Linked DNA regions of Ovis aries: region 1 is linked to region 2. Evidence: chromatin contacts called from public Hi-C data. All regions are on one chromosome and are shown on one strand. Each heading gives the region's core, a stretch centred on a gene start, on an enhancer-like site or on the middle of the called end of the contact. The rest is flanking DNA. Distances are from core to core; before and after follow the strand shown.

What was found. A called contact is a pair of places that touch in the nucleus more often than the background predicts.
Region 1: a contact with region 2 is called in a Hi-C map of tail adipose tissue, with 5 times the contacts expected there. The contact joins the promoter of IFT27 here to the promoter of TXN2 in region 2. A contact is called at or near these places in 2 of 16 Hi-C or Micro-C datasets (blood and tail adipose tissue).

What each region holds. Positions count from the first base shown.
Region 1 is chr3:180,797,489-180,803,322 of ARS-UI_Ramb_v3.0, reverse strand. It overlaps IFT27 (intraflagellar transport 27), which reads left to right and starts at 1,714. Exons shown (of 7, transcript NM_001126366.1): 1 at 1,714-1,747. The coding sequence starts at 1,714.
Region 2 is chr3:180,536,455-180,542,993 of ARS-UI_Ramb_v3.0, reverse strand. TXN2 (thioredoxin 2) reads left to right here and starts at 2,585. Exons shown (of 4, transcript XM_004006719.5): 1 at 2,585-2,650; 2 at 3,480-3,742; 3 at 5,745-5,868. The coding sequence starts at 3,480. LOC105610956 (a long non-coding RNA gene) reads right to left here and starts at 2,396. Exons shown (of 3, transcript XR_001434419.4): 1 at 2,317-2,396; 2 at 758-870.

The DNA.
Region 1 (5,834 bases), core at 465-2,964, 260 kb before region 2:
AGCCCACCAGGCTCCCCTGCCCATGGAATCTTCCAGGCAAGAATACTGGAGTAGGTTGCCATTTCCTATTCCAGGGGATCTTCTCTACCCGGGGATCGAAACCACATCTCCTGTGTCTCTTGCATTTGCAGCCAGATTCTTTACCACAGTGCCACCTGGGAGGCCCTAAATGAAAGGCATATGAAAGCAAATTCTGGAGGCTGCATCTTCCCTGTGGGGGGGGGGGGGGGTCGCTGTTCTTCCCTTTCAGCACCAGCCATCCCAGAGGAACCGGCAGGAGTGAGAAAAGGGGTGCAGGCATCTGGCCAACATGACGGTGATGATAAACCCAATCTGTTCAGTAAATCTCTTCTCATTCATTCATTCATCACTGCTGAACACCTACTGTGTCTCAGGCACTTACAGTCTCAGGGCAACCGAAGAAGGTGGATTCTACGAGCCCCTTTCAAAAGTGAGGAAACAGACTCAGGGCCACTTGCCCAGGTCAGGAAGACGACAGTGATTTCAGTCTCGGGTACCTGACCGCAGAGCAAGAGGGGCCTCCCGGGAAAGTCAGCCTCCTTGGGAGGTGGGGGGCGGGGAAGGGAAGTATTCAGGATGCTTGCTTTCATTCCAGGTGTGGTATATGATACGTTCTCCACTCACAAGACGGGCTGGGCTCAGCGGAAAGTACAACTTCAAATTCCTGAGTCCAACCGCTCCCCCACATCCTCCACTTGTCCTTTGTCCATAGACATCACTTTTAACACTTTCGTATTTAAAGCACATAACATCCCTGGGCTTTAAGGAGCCAAAGACTGGATTTCTTGATGCACTTTACGTCCACGCTCCCTGGAATCTTGGAGGGGCGAAAAGCGCTGCTTCAGCGAGGTCAAGCTGGCTCAAAGCTCGGCCTGGGCAAGCGCACCTCGGTCCAGTGCGCCGGCGCCGCTCCAGTCTCCCGCGCTCTCGAAAGGCCCCCTTCATGGGCGAACCCACTTCCAGAAGGGCAGGAGGGTACGGCGAGTCCCCATTTCTCCCAAAGATGGGCCTAGCCAGCCACTGACCAATCAGAAAGCTTGTTTTATCACCGCTTCTGGATATACTAGGTTGGAGCTGCTTTTCCCTGAACTTTCAAGCCGTGCGGGGACGGGAGGCGGAAATGATTGACATCTTCTGCAACTATTAGTCAAGCGAGATAAACTTGAAGAGCAGTTACTACTACGAATTATCTGGCGAGGAAAGGCTGTTAGCCCTGCCCCCTTCTCTCACTGGTCTCCGTGAGCTCTAGTCGGGGCGGGAGTTTTTGATGGCAGCCAATCGATGGCCAGCGAGGAGGAGGGGGGACGAGGAGGCGGGGCAGGCGGGCGGTGGTTGCCCTGCGATCGCAGCCACAGTGGGGCTGGGGGCCGGAGGGTGTCTAGGTCACTGTTCCCGAACCACACTGCCGGGGGCTGGACTGGGTTCGGGAGCCGCATCGCCTCCCTGGCACCTTCCCGGCTTCCTTCTGAAGAACTTGACCCCTTCTAGCGCTCCTCCGCGCCCCACCGCGATCCTAGCGCCAGATACCGCCCCGCGGGCTGCCCGGAGGGTCCAGGCCCCATTGTCCCGGTCCCCACCGCGGCCACTGGCCCCTTGAGCGCCAGTTCTCCCTACTCCCCTTCCCAGACAGGGCCACCAACGCCTCCAGCAGCCGCTCTTCTCTTGTCTGGTCCGTGGAGGTGGTTGGTTACCATGGTGAAGCTGGCAGCCAAATGCATCCTGGCAGGTGAGTCTGAAAACTTGCGGGCGAATACAGTGTCCGGAGTCCAGAGACTTCATAAATTGTTGAGAACTTTTGTTCACGTAAGTTGTCTACCGTCTTTCCCTTTCTCTCTTCCAAAGGCGAGTTAATGCAGTTACTGATAGAGTAAATTCCATTAGGCACGGGATAATCATCTTCCAGAGCACACTTGGAGCTGCGGCTGGTTTCCTTCGCTCCCTGTCACACTCTGAGACCCCCGTCAACAATTGGAGCTGTACTCAAGAGGAGCAGACTGGCTTTTAACAAAATCAGGCTAAGCTCACCATAAATGCTTTAACGAAACCATGTGCTGTACTCCAAAGTTAGGCATCGGTGACTTAGGTGGATTATGGACCTGGGACCTCAGAGCACAGATGTACTTTCCTGAGTCCTTGCTGCGTTGCCAGGCACATGTATTTCATTTAACCCTTTCACAGTAGGTAGCACCCTGGAGTAGGGCTTCCCTGGTAGCTCAGCTGGTAAAGAATCTGCTTGCAGTGCAGGAGAACCCGGTTCAATCCCTGGGTCAGGAAGATCCCCTGGAGAAGGGAATAGCAACCCACTCCAGTATTCTTGCCTGGAGAATCCCCATGGGCAGAGGAGCTTAGCGGGCTACAGTGCGTGAGGTTGCAGAATCTGACACAACTGAGCAACTAAGCACAGCATGACACCCTGGGTTAGATGCTGAATTGTTCTGACCTCATTGAGGACTGAGATGAAGTCTCTTGCCCAAGGTCACCCCCGAGTGAAGGAAGGTCCTAGCCAGGATTCCCACCCTCCAGATCTGCTCACCCCCGTAATTCTTAACTTGTGTTACTGTTAAACCTGTGACCTTTCCAGGTTTTTCTGACCAATTCAGGAAAGAAGCAGTGAGAGATTATGTAGAGAAAATGGAGATTCTTTTTTTTTTTTATTCTTCTCTTTCAGACTGAAAGGGGTGGTGTTTGTAATGACTTTTCCAGTTTGGAAGTAAAAGGGTCACACAGAAAGATGACTGATCGAAGTCACTCAGATCATGCTGGAGCAAAAGAAATGAATGGTCTTCAAAAGCAGTGTCTAGTTTCCAGAGCACCAGCGGGGGCAGTATTGTGCAACAAAAATAATTCTACAGATTGGCTGTGTCCTCTTGGACAAAGCGCTTCTCTGAGCCTCAGTCTCCTCATGGATAAGGTGAAGACGTTTTTCTCTGAAGTTAGATTTTTGTTTTTTTAAATGGGCTTCTCTCTCTGACTGTTCTTTCTCCTATTTCTTTTTTAAATCAACTTCTATCACGAGGCTAACTTACTGAGCATCATCTTTGTGCCTGCGCTGTGCTATACGCTCAGCACAGGTCATCTCAACAGCTCTATGGGGTCAGGATTATCGTCATTCTCCTCTACAGATGGGGTAGCTGAGGCCTAGAGAGGTTGGGGCATTTGCCCTGGGTCACACAGCTGGATTTGGCTGAGCTGGTATCTAGACCCAGGTGATCTGATTTCCAGGGCTTGTTCTTAGCCCCACAGGCTACCATCACAGGCCTTGATTCTAGACTCCTTGTCCTTTATACTCACACCCTCAGATACTAGTTTTACCTGATTTCATCCGTGGCCTTAATAGTCGTTCCTAAACTCCAGCCCAGCCCTCAATCTGTAGCCTCCTTTTGAGGCCTTAAGGATATCTGTCTCATCTTGGAAGTTTCCAGGGACCAACAGAGCTCAGTGCAGGGAATCACTATGCCCAGCCCATCTCCACCCCACCACATGCACCTCCTCCCGCACTGACCAGCTCTTTAAATGGAGTCAATCTGCATCTGTTCTCTCACAGAACTAACTACCAAAGGTCCTGATAATTCAAGTGCTTATTCAGTCCTCATATTTACTGAGCACCTACTATGTGTAAGTCACCACGCAAGGTGCACTGGGAATCCCAGGATGAACCCAGCCCACTCCCACACTGAAGGAAGCCCTGGATTGCACACAAACGCTTATAACGCAGCAAACACCCTTTGTGTGCCAGCTCCCAGAGGAATACCTCAAGGCACAGCTGCTAATTGTGTGCTGCTTCAGATGAAGAGAGAAAGCAGCACTTAACATTTATCTGTATTTTATGTGCTTCCAGATCACTTAAATATTACTTAATATATGTCAGGTGCTGTAAATGTTAACTCCTTAAATCCTCATAATGATTCTCTGAGATGGGTATTGTTATTCCCCATTTTGGAGATGTAGCAGCTGAGACCCAGAGAGATTACAGAACCAAGGTCACACAGCTCATAAGCCTTGGATCTGGGATCTGTGCCCTGAGTACCATGGACTTAGTGCCTCTTGGCAGACATGGGGGTGATGATTGTGCCCCCCTGGAAGGTTGCTCTGCCTAGTCTCCTGCCACCAGCAGTGAGCCACAGTAGCCAGGCAGGTAAAGACAGAGGACCGAGAGATGACCTTCAGAGGCTGGTCATCAGAAGGACATTCTTTGAGCTTTGCCTGGCAGAAAATTGAGCAGGATTAGGATTTGTATTAGGGAGACCTAGAAGAAGATTTTCTTTGAGGAATTATCAGGGAGCAAGAGAATAGGAGGGTAGAGCCCAGATCTTGTGTAAGGGATAGTCGGAGACAGGATTGGAAGGTAGAGAAGGATACAGTGGAAAGCATCTTTGGATGGGCTCTGTGAGCACATCACCAGAGGAAAGCTCTGTTTTAGGAAGGCCTGTCTGTTGATGCCAAACTCAGGGTGAAAGAAAAGCAGCAAGAAAAAACAAAACGGAAATAGGGCCAGCTGGGAAGTTTTTGCAGTCCAGACCTAGACAAGAAAACAGAAGATACATTAGGCATTTCAGCAGAGAGGTTCTAATGTATGGAACTGGTTCATCGGGTGTCAGAGACTGAAAAACCCAGGAGACAACATTGTCATGACACTGAAGGGGTAGGTAGAGATCAGCGTTTTCAGAAGCTTGAAGAAGAACCTCCCCCACCCCCCGAGCCAGGATCCAGATTGCCAAGGAGGGGACACTGCCCGGCTGGGGCGGTATCCGGTGTGTGATGTCAGCACTTGTCATAGATCACTAGGACCCATTGCCCGCTAGCCGGGAGCTCAGTCCTGTGTTTAGGGAAAGACAATTCCAGCCTGTCCCAAGGGGCTTTGTCTTAAGATCACTTCTAGTACTGAGTGCTACATGAGGTAGGGTCCAGGCAAAAAGCTGAAACTACACTCAGTATCTAGATAGTGAGGATTTAGCATGGGATGTTCATTAAACACGTACTGGAGGGCTGGGAAGACAAATGGGAACAGCGAGGCAGCACAGAGGAAATGCAGGAAGGAGCCTCACCCCAGGGCTGCAGGAATAGAGGGAAGATGGCTGGGTATCAGAACCCCGAAGCTCAGAAGGGCCCTCGGAATTGAGCTGCAGATCTCTGAGAAGGGGACCCTACCCACTGTTGTTAGTGTCTCTGAGGGGGTGTACTCAGGCTGGCCCAGAAGTGCAGAACCATGAACCACACAACTGGAGGCAGCAGCCGACCTCTGCTGCTGGGGTGAAGGCCATCACTAGGAGACTGCTAGGAGAAACTGCAAGCAAAGGAGAAGGAGCAAGCCCCTCTTCCTACCCCCAACCAGCCTTCCACATTGGAAGAGTTCTTGAACTCACATTGGCTGAGCCAACAGGAAGCCCCTGGGAGATGGAGAAATGTGTGTGCGGAGCCCCAGCTCCAGCATCACAAGGCAGAGCACGGATGGATGAGTTTGGGGCTGAGACAAGAGACCTAGTTGAAGTTTAAGGTAACTAGGGCAGTGTCAGCCCTGACAACAAAGGAAATTCTGGCTGGAGACCCAGCGAAGGATGTAAGGAATAAAGAGGAGGTTGCCTGGGTGTGGGAGGAAGGAGGTGGAGACTTCAGAGGTGACTGTGGGTGAAGTCTAAGGACAGTGAGAGTGAATGGTGAACAGAACAAGTGAGACAGGAGGGCAGGACCTCTCTGGCCCCAGCGTGGCTGTGGACACACTTGAGATTGGGTGGAGACCCTGCATGCAGTGAAGACACCCACAGGTTGTTGGAAATGCAAAGCTTGGGAGATGGACTGTGGCATATGAAGTAACA
Region 2 (6,539 bases), core at 1,336-3,835:
AGGATAAACAGGACTGGTCCTCCTTTGGAATTCAGGATGTGAATTAATCAGGGAAATTGACTTTCTAGAAAATGCTGTGGAAATGCTAAACAGGGTTAATTAGAAGGAGAGGGAAGCCTGGTGAGCTGCAGTCCACAGTGTCGCAGAGTTGTGACTTAGTGACTGAACAAAGAGGCCCTGGAAAATAAAGCATTGAAGATACAGAAAAACAGAAATGAAAACAGTCAGGATGGGAGCGCCCCTGCCAGATGGCATCTGGCATTAACAGCAACAGCTGCACCAACGGACGCTGACCTCAGGAGAGGCAAGGGGCCTGGGGTCCCGCTACAGATCATCACTGTTGGCTCCAGTCCTAGGTGGAGGCAGAGGCAAAAACAAGAGGTCAGACAAGGTGGAGGAGACCATGCCTGCCCATGCCCGCCCCTGGTCTCCTGCCCACAACAGACAAGAGACTCTATTTAGTGGAAGGCTGACCAGGGAATGTAGACCTGTTCCAAGGAGGTCATCACCCCATCCCAGAGGAAGGTCCCTGAACAGCTGTGGCTGTGTCCCTGCCTGCCTGCGGAGTGAGCCAGTGAACCTGCCAGTTGGACAGAGAACAAATAACAGCATGATGTGGCCAAAATGAGCTGGAGGAAAACATGGCAATGACTTTGGAAGGGCACAACTAGCCCATGCAATGTGGTAGGGAAAATAGGATCTGGAGTCAAAGGTATGATTTGGGCCCCTGTTCTTTGTTCATGGAACACATACTCACTGAGCACCTCCTATGGATGATCCATGCCCCAAAGTCAGCATGTTGGTGGTACAGTGGTGAGCATAGAGTTACCTTCCAGGGATTCCCAAGTGGCTCAGTGGTAAAGAATCCACCTGCCAAGGTAGGAAAGGCAGGTTCAATCCCTGGGTCAGGAAGATCCCCTAGAGGATGTAAGGGCAACACACTCCAGTATTCTTGCTGGGAAAATTCCATAGATGGAGATGACTGGCGGGTTCTAGTCCACGGGGTCACAAAAGTCGGACTCGACTGAGCACATATGCACAACCATACACAGCTGTATTCCAAAGTAAGCAACGGAGAGACAGACCACCAGGTGCAGACAGCATAGTGAGGGAGGAGTAAACAGAAACAATCTCGGGCACTGAGTGCCTGACTGACGGATAGATGCACAGGGGCTGTGGAAGCTCAGTGGAGGCAATTTAACCCCACTCAAAGAGGATCAGGTGTGTCTCCAGAGATGATGCCTAATCTGGTAGCTGGCAGCACTTCCTCAGATGGACAGTAGAGGGAAAAGCCTTCCAGTCATTGGGAGTAGCAACTACACAGCACAAGCATAGAAGAGAGATTTAAGCAAACTCTATGTAATTAGGATTCCCACTGGCTGTAGTGTAGATTGAAATGGAGGCGTGAGAGATGGGGCTCTGCCAATTTACCTGCTTCATGACCTTGGGCAAGCCATATAACCAACCACTCAGACTGTGAACCATTCTCTGGGATAGCAAAAGATATGCAGTTTTATAAGCATCTATGGCACATTCTCTGTGAGTCAGGCACTGTATCAGGTTGGTGCTGGGCCTATGGAAATGTGTAAAAGCTACAAATCCCTACTCTCAGGAAGCACATGATCTCGTGGAAGACAGACACTGTGCAACGTGTCAAAGTTCTGGACAAAGCACCAGGGAGAAGGAGGCAAGAAATGTTGCTCGAAGAAGAGGTGATGAGGAGGTATTCTACCAAGTGGACAGAGGGGAAAAAAAATTTTTTTTAAGCAAAGGCAAGGAGGAAGGACAAGGCACTGATGTATTCACAGAACAGGTCATAAGGTAAGGTACAGGGTGCAGGAGAGACAAGGGGTGACTGAGACACCAGCCTGGGACACACGTGCCTAAACCCCTGTTGTCCATGACAGTGACAACAGATGTGCAAGCAAGACCCAGGCCCAAGCAGGTTCACAGGTCATCACACTTTACGAGGGGCCTCAAAGGCAAGCCCTCCAAGTAACATGGCCATCTGGTATCTAGTCTGGGCCCAGTTCCCCAGCATTCCAAAGAGACGAGCTTGAGGGTCCTGGGGGGAGAATAAGTATAGCCTTTCAGGTCACATATTGAGAAACTGAAGCCCCCAGGGGCAGGGTGACTTGCCCCAAACCCTGAGATTATACAGTCGCTTGCGACACCCAAGGGCCACAATGCGCCCTCTTTGGCTCCGAAGAAGCACCGAGACAATGAGACAAAGGAGTGGTCGATGTTGTACGGCCGATAAGCCAAGAGTTTGCAAACTCCGGAACCACACCTCCCGCCCTTCTCTCCAGCCAGTACCTTGCGGACGCCCTCTCCTCCTTCCCTTCCTCTTCCGGCTCCTCCCCTCCGGCCTGCCGGCCTCTTCCGGCTCCTCCTCTGGAGACACGCCCCTTCCGGTCTCTCCCCTAAAGAACGGCCCCCTTTCCGGTTTCTTCCTCCAGGAGTCCTTCTCTTCCGGTTTTCAGCTGAGGCTCCGCCCCCGTCTTTCCTCGCGTTACGGAAAGACTTGCTCTAGGTTGCCCGTCCCCGGAAGTGACGGTAAAGGCTCGCCCCCTCGGGAAGTGACAACAGAAGTGCCCTTGACCGGTGCGGAGGGACCCGCTGTGCATCCCTCCGCTCTCGCTGCAGGGAGGTAGGAGGCCCTTGGGGTGGCTCGAGGTGATGTCGCGGCTGAGGCACACTGCAGGCGTTTTCCTGTGCGGGCCGGCGGCCCAGCGGGCGGAGACCGTGGAGGGGGGAACCTGTCTTCCGAGGAGCCGGGGTCCCTGCTGACGTCCAGTTCCCCAGTTCCTTCTACACACACGTCCCTCCTTTTTAGTTCCCCCACATTCCTGCCCCCATGCCTCTTCGTTGCTCCCTGAATTGTGGTTCCTCTTTCCTGATCCTTTGACAACCCTCTCTTTGTCTTTAATTTTCCATTAAAATACTTTTAGGGAGAGTAATCGATAGAGTAAGAATTTCTCAGACCGCCTTGGGTTCCATTGTTGACTCTTATTTAATAATGTATTTTGGGCATGTCACAATTTACCTGAGCCTCGGAATCCTTTTGAGTGATAGCGTTATTGAAACATTCGCAACGTTGATCTAGGAAGACTAATGTACGTAAGATACCTGACTGTTAGGGGATGCTTTGTAAATATTGGTTCCTCCTCTTCTGTTGTAATTCCGTAAGATCCTGATTCATTGGTTGTCGACCCAGTTTTCTGGTACTGTTTGTTTTTGTTTTTTTTTTTAACCTGTGCTGGTTATTGATTCCTTCCCTTTGATTCTCATCCTTTACTCACCTCTACTCCAGAAATCTTATGGATTATTTTCCAGCGTTTTACTTCTGGTCCTGCGTCTTGAACCTCCCCCTCACCAACCACCACCACCACCACCACCACCGTACTCCCACATGCGTCTTTATTATTATTTCCTGATATGTTGACTGCCCCCACTGTCCCTGCCTCTTCCCCTCACAGATGGCTCAGCGACTTCTTCTGAGGAGGTTCCTGACCTCCATAATCTCTGGGAAGCCCTCTCAGAGTCGGTGGGCACCCGTTGCCTCCAGGGCCCTGCAGACCCCACAGTACAGTCCTGGTTACCTGACAGTAGCACCCAGCCAAGCCCGGTCTATATACACCACCAGAGTCTGTTCAACAACCTTTAACATCCAAGATGGACCTGACTTTCAAGACCGAGTTGTCAATAGTGAGACACCAGTGGTTGTGGATTTCCATGCACAGTGAGTCCTGGGGTTTCGCGAAAGCCTGGGGTATGGCTTGTTCAGGTATTTATTTATTGAGAGGCTTCTGTGTCTCAGTACTCCGTTTGATACTTCTCATAGATGGACTCGGGGTCACAAAAAGTCAGATACAACTAAGTGAATGAACAACAACATACTTAGACTCATTGCAAAGGCTGAGGAGACCCAATCCCTTCTCGCAAAGATTACGTGTAGTTTGATAGGAGACAGACTAGTAAACAGTCTTCAGAACTCACTCCGTATATCTATGGCTTATTTATGTTGATGTATGACACAAATCAATGCAATATTGTTAAACAATTATCTTTCAATTAAAAATAACTTTTAAAAACTCACTATGATTAGTGCTTGGAAGCACTTATATTCTGTATCTCACTGCCCAAGAGGCTCAGGTCGTTTTCAACTCAGGGAAAACATGCCTCTAGCATCATCTGCCCTTTGGTGTATACCAAATGTATACAGATCCCTGCAGAGAGTTAGTTTTATTTTAACCTCTTGCCATCCAGACTGGAAAGGGCTGGCAAAAAGTTTTCAGTGCCATTGCAGTGGTGCCCACACTTGCAGGCCATGGGCAGAGAGTTTCTTTCCAATGCTGTATGAGTTCGTTTTAGGGATATTTAAGTGCCTATGGTCTTCTGGTGGTTGGCCTGGCCTTCTTCATTTCTGGACCTTTGAGACCTGGCTCAATGTCTGACTCCAAAACAACTGGACAAACCCCTCAAAATAGGGCAGCCTGAAAGGAACCAGTGTAGCCTGAGTTAAAAGTTGGAAGGCCTTCTGGACAAACCACTGACAGATTCTTTTGGTTTTGTTCCTATTCTTTCTCTGACTCACCATGTACCTTGGGCAGGCCATGTGGTGGCCTTGTTCCTTCTTGTCTTCACTTGTGGTGGGAGATAAAGCCTTGCAGACTGGGTTTTTAGGTGTTGTGAGTTTATTTGTTGGAATCTCTGAATGCAAAGGGTTTTAAAGGCTGAGAATAAAACGGGAGTCACCAACCAAGGATTCATGGAAGGCAGAGCTATCCTGCCATCCTGGTCTGGTGAGTACACCAGAGAGAGCTTCCAAGATGGATGAAGAGTTGGCTGATGCCTCATCTTCTTCCCCACCAAGAAAGCAAGGGTTGAATTTGTTCATTGAGTGCCAGCCACTGTCCTTAGTGCCACATACTTAGGGATAACAGCCTAGGCTTACCACTTGGAGGGGAACATCTGTGTCCAGTGCAGTCATGGCGGTTGACCCAGGGCCTCAGGGATCACAGAGTAACCTGGGCCTCAAAGAGGACCCTTGGAACACAGTCTTGGATGCAGTCCCAGACCTTGCACAGTTCTGGGAACTTGTATGGGCCTCAGTTTCTTAGGAAGATTTTTTTTTTTTTTTCCTTTGCTAGGTTGACGGTTCTGAGTAGTAAAAACTGAAGAGGTCCTGGTGCTGTGACTGGCATGTCATGAAACTCCCTAGCCACTGGTTTCTGCTACCTTAGTTCTGAGGCTGTGAGGTGTTTGAAGTAACTCCGCAGCTTACAAAGCACATTTATCCACATCGTGTTAGTTAATTTGTCATCACAGCTTTGACAGCCACAGTCTCTTTCACATGAAGAAACTGAGGCTTCAGAATAATTAGCTGATTGGTGAGAAAGCCTGTCTTTGAACCTAAACGTTTTAACTTCAAATCCCATTTTCCTCTGTACAACAGTTTATTTCTTTTAGGTAGAGTGAAATTAGTGAAATAACTCTTCTAAGAATCTTAGGATGAGGCCCATGTTATTAGAAATCCAGGACCTGTGAAAATTCCCTGGTTACAGAGTCTCCTGTAATTAACCGGCATGTCAGCATTGCAGGTTAACATTCACACACTGTAGGGAGAGGTAACCAGGGGAGAGGGTCCAGCAGAGAGACGTAGGATGAGGGAAGGTCCCAGAGGACTATAGATCATTGGGCGAGCACTTTTGTGATGGGATGCTTCTTTCTTCCCTTCCAAGGTGGTGTGGTCCCTGCAAGATCCTGGGGCCCCGGTTAGAGAAGGTGGTGGCCAAGCAGCATGGAAAGGTGGTGATGGCCAAAGTGGATATCGATGATCACACAGACCTCGCCCTAGAGTATGAGGTATGGATCGGCAGGGGATTGCTACAGGGCAGCTGGTGGGGGTGCTTGGGGTCACGGGGTAGCTGGAAATGTCTTAGGGACCAGCAGGGAGTCAGTAAGGGGGTGTCCTGATTCTTTCTAGAACTCTCAGGGGTTTAGAACTTTGCAGCTGTGACTCCATTAATCTTCTGAGCCTTCTGTCTCTCTTCAATACCTTTAGGAACTGGGATGTATGATCCCAAACACCAGGTTTTTCTCTGAGTCTCAGGAAGTTGATGGCCCTTCCTCATTCATGGATTCATCTATCCGTCCCTGCAGTGTGCCAGGCGTACATGATGCTGGCACAAACAAGATGAGCTCCTTGTCCCAAGGGGAGCAGGGAGGGGAGTAGAGGGGACAAGGAATGTGTCACGTTAGAGGGACCCTCTGAGCAGAGCTGTGAAGAAGGCAGGGCCAAGAGCACACAGACACGAAGACATGAGCTGCTCTCCCGTGTTTGATTGACTTGTCCATTTCTTCAGCAGACATGTATCCAGAGTGCCTTCAATGCCAGGGCTGTGACTCGGGGCTGAGGATGCGGCAGTGAACAGAACTAACAGAGTCCCTGCCTTCGTGGAGCCTGAGTGCTAGTGTTTTAGATTGGGCGTCCACAAACTTGTTCTCTAAAGGACAAGATGGTACCTGTTTGAGGC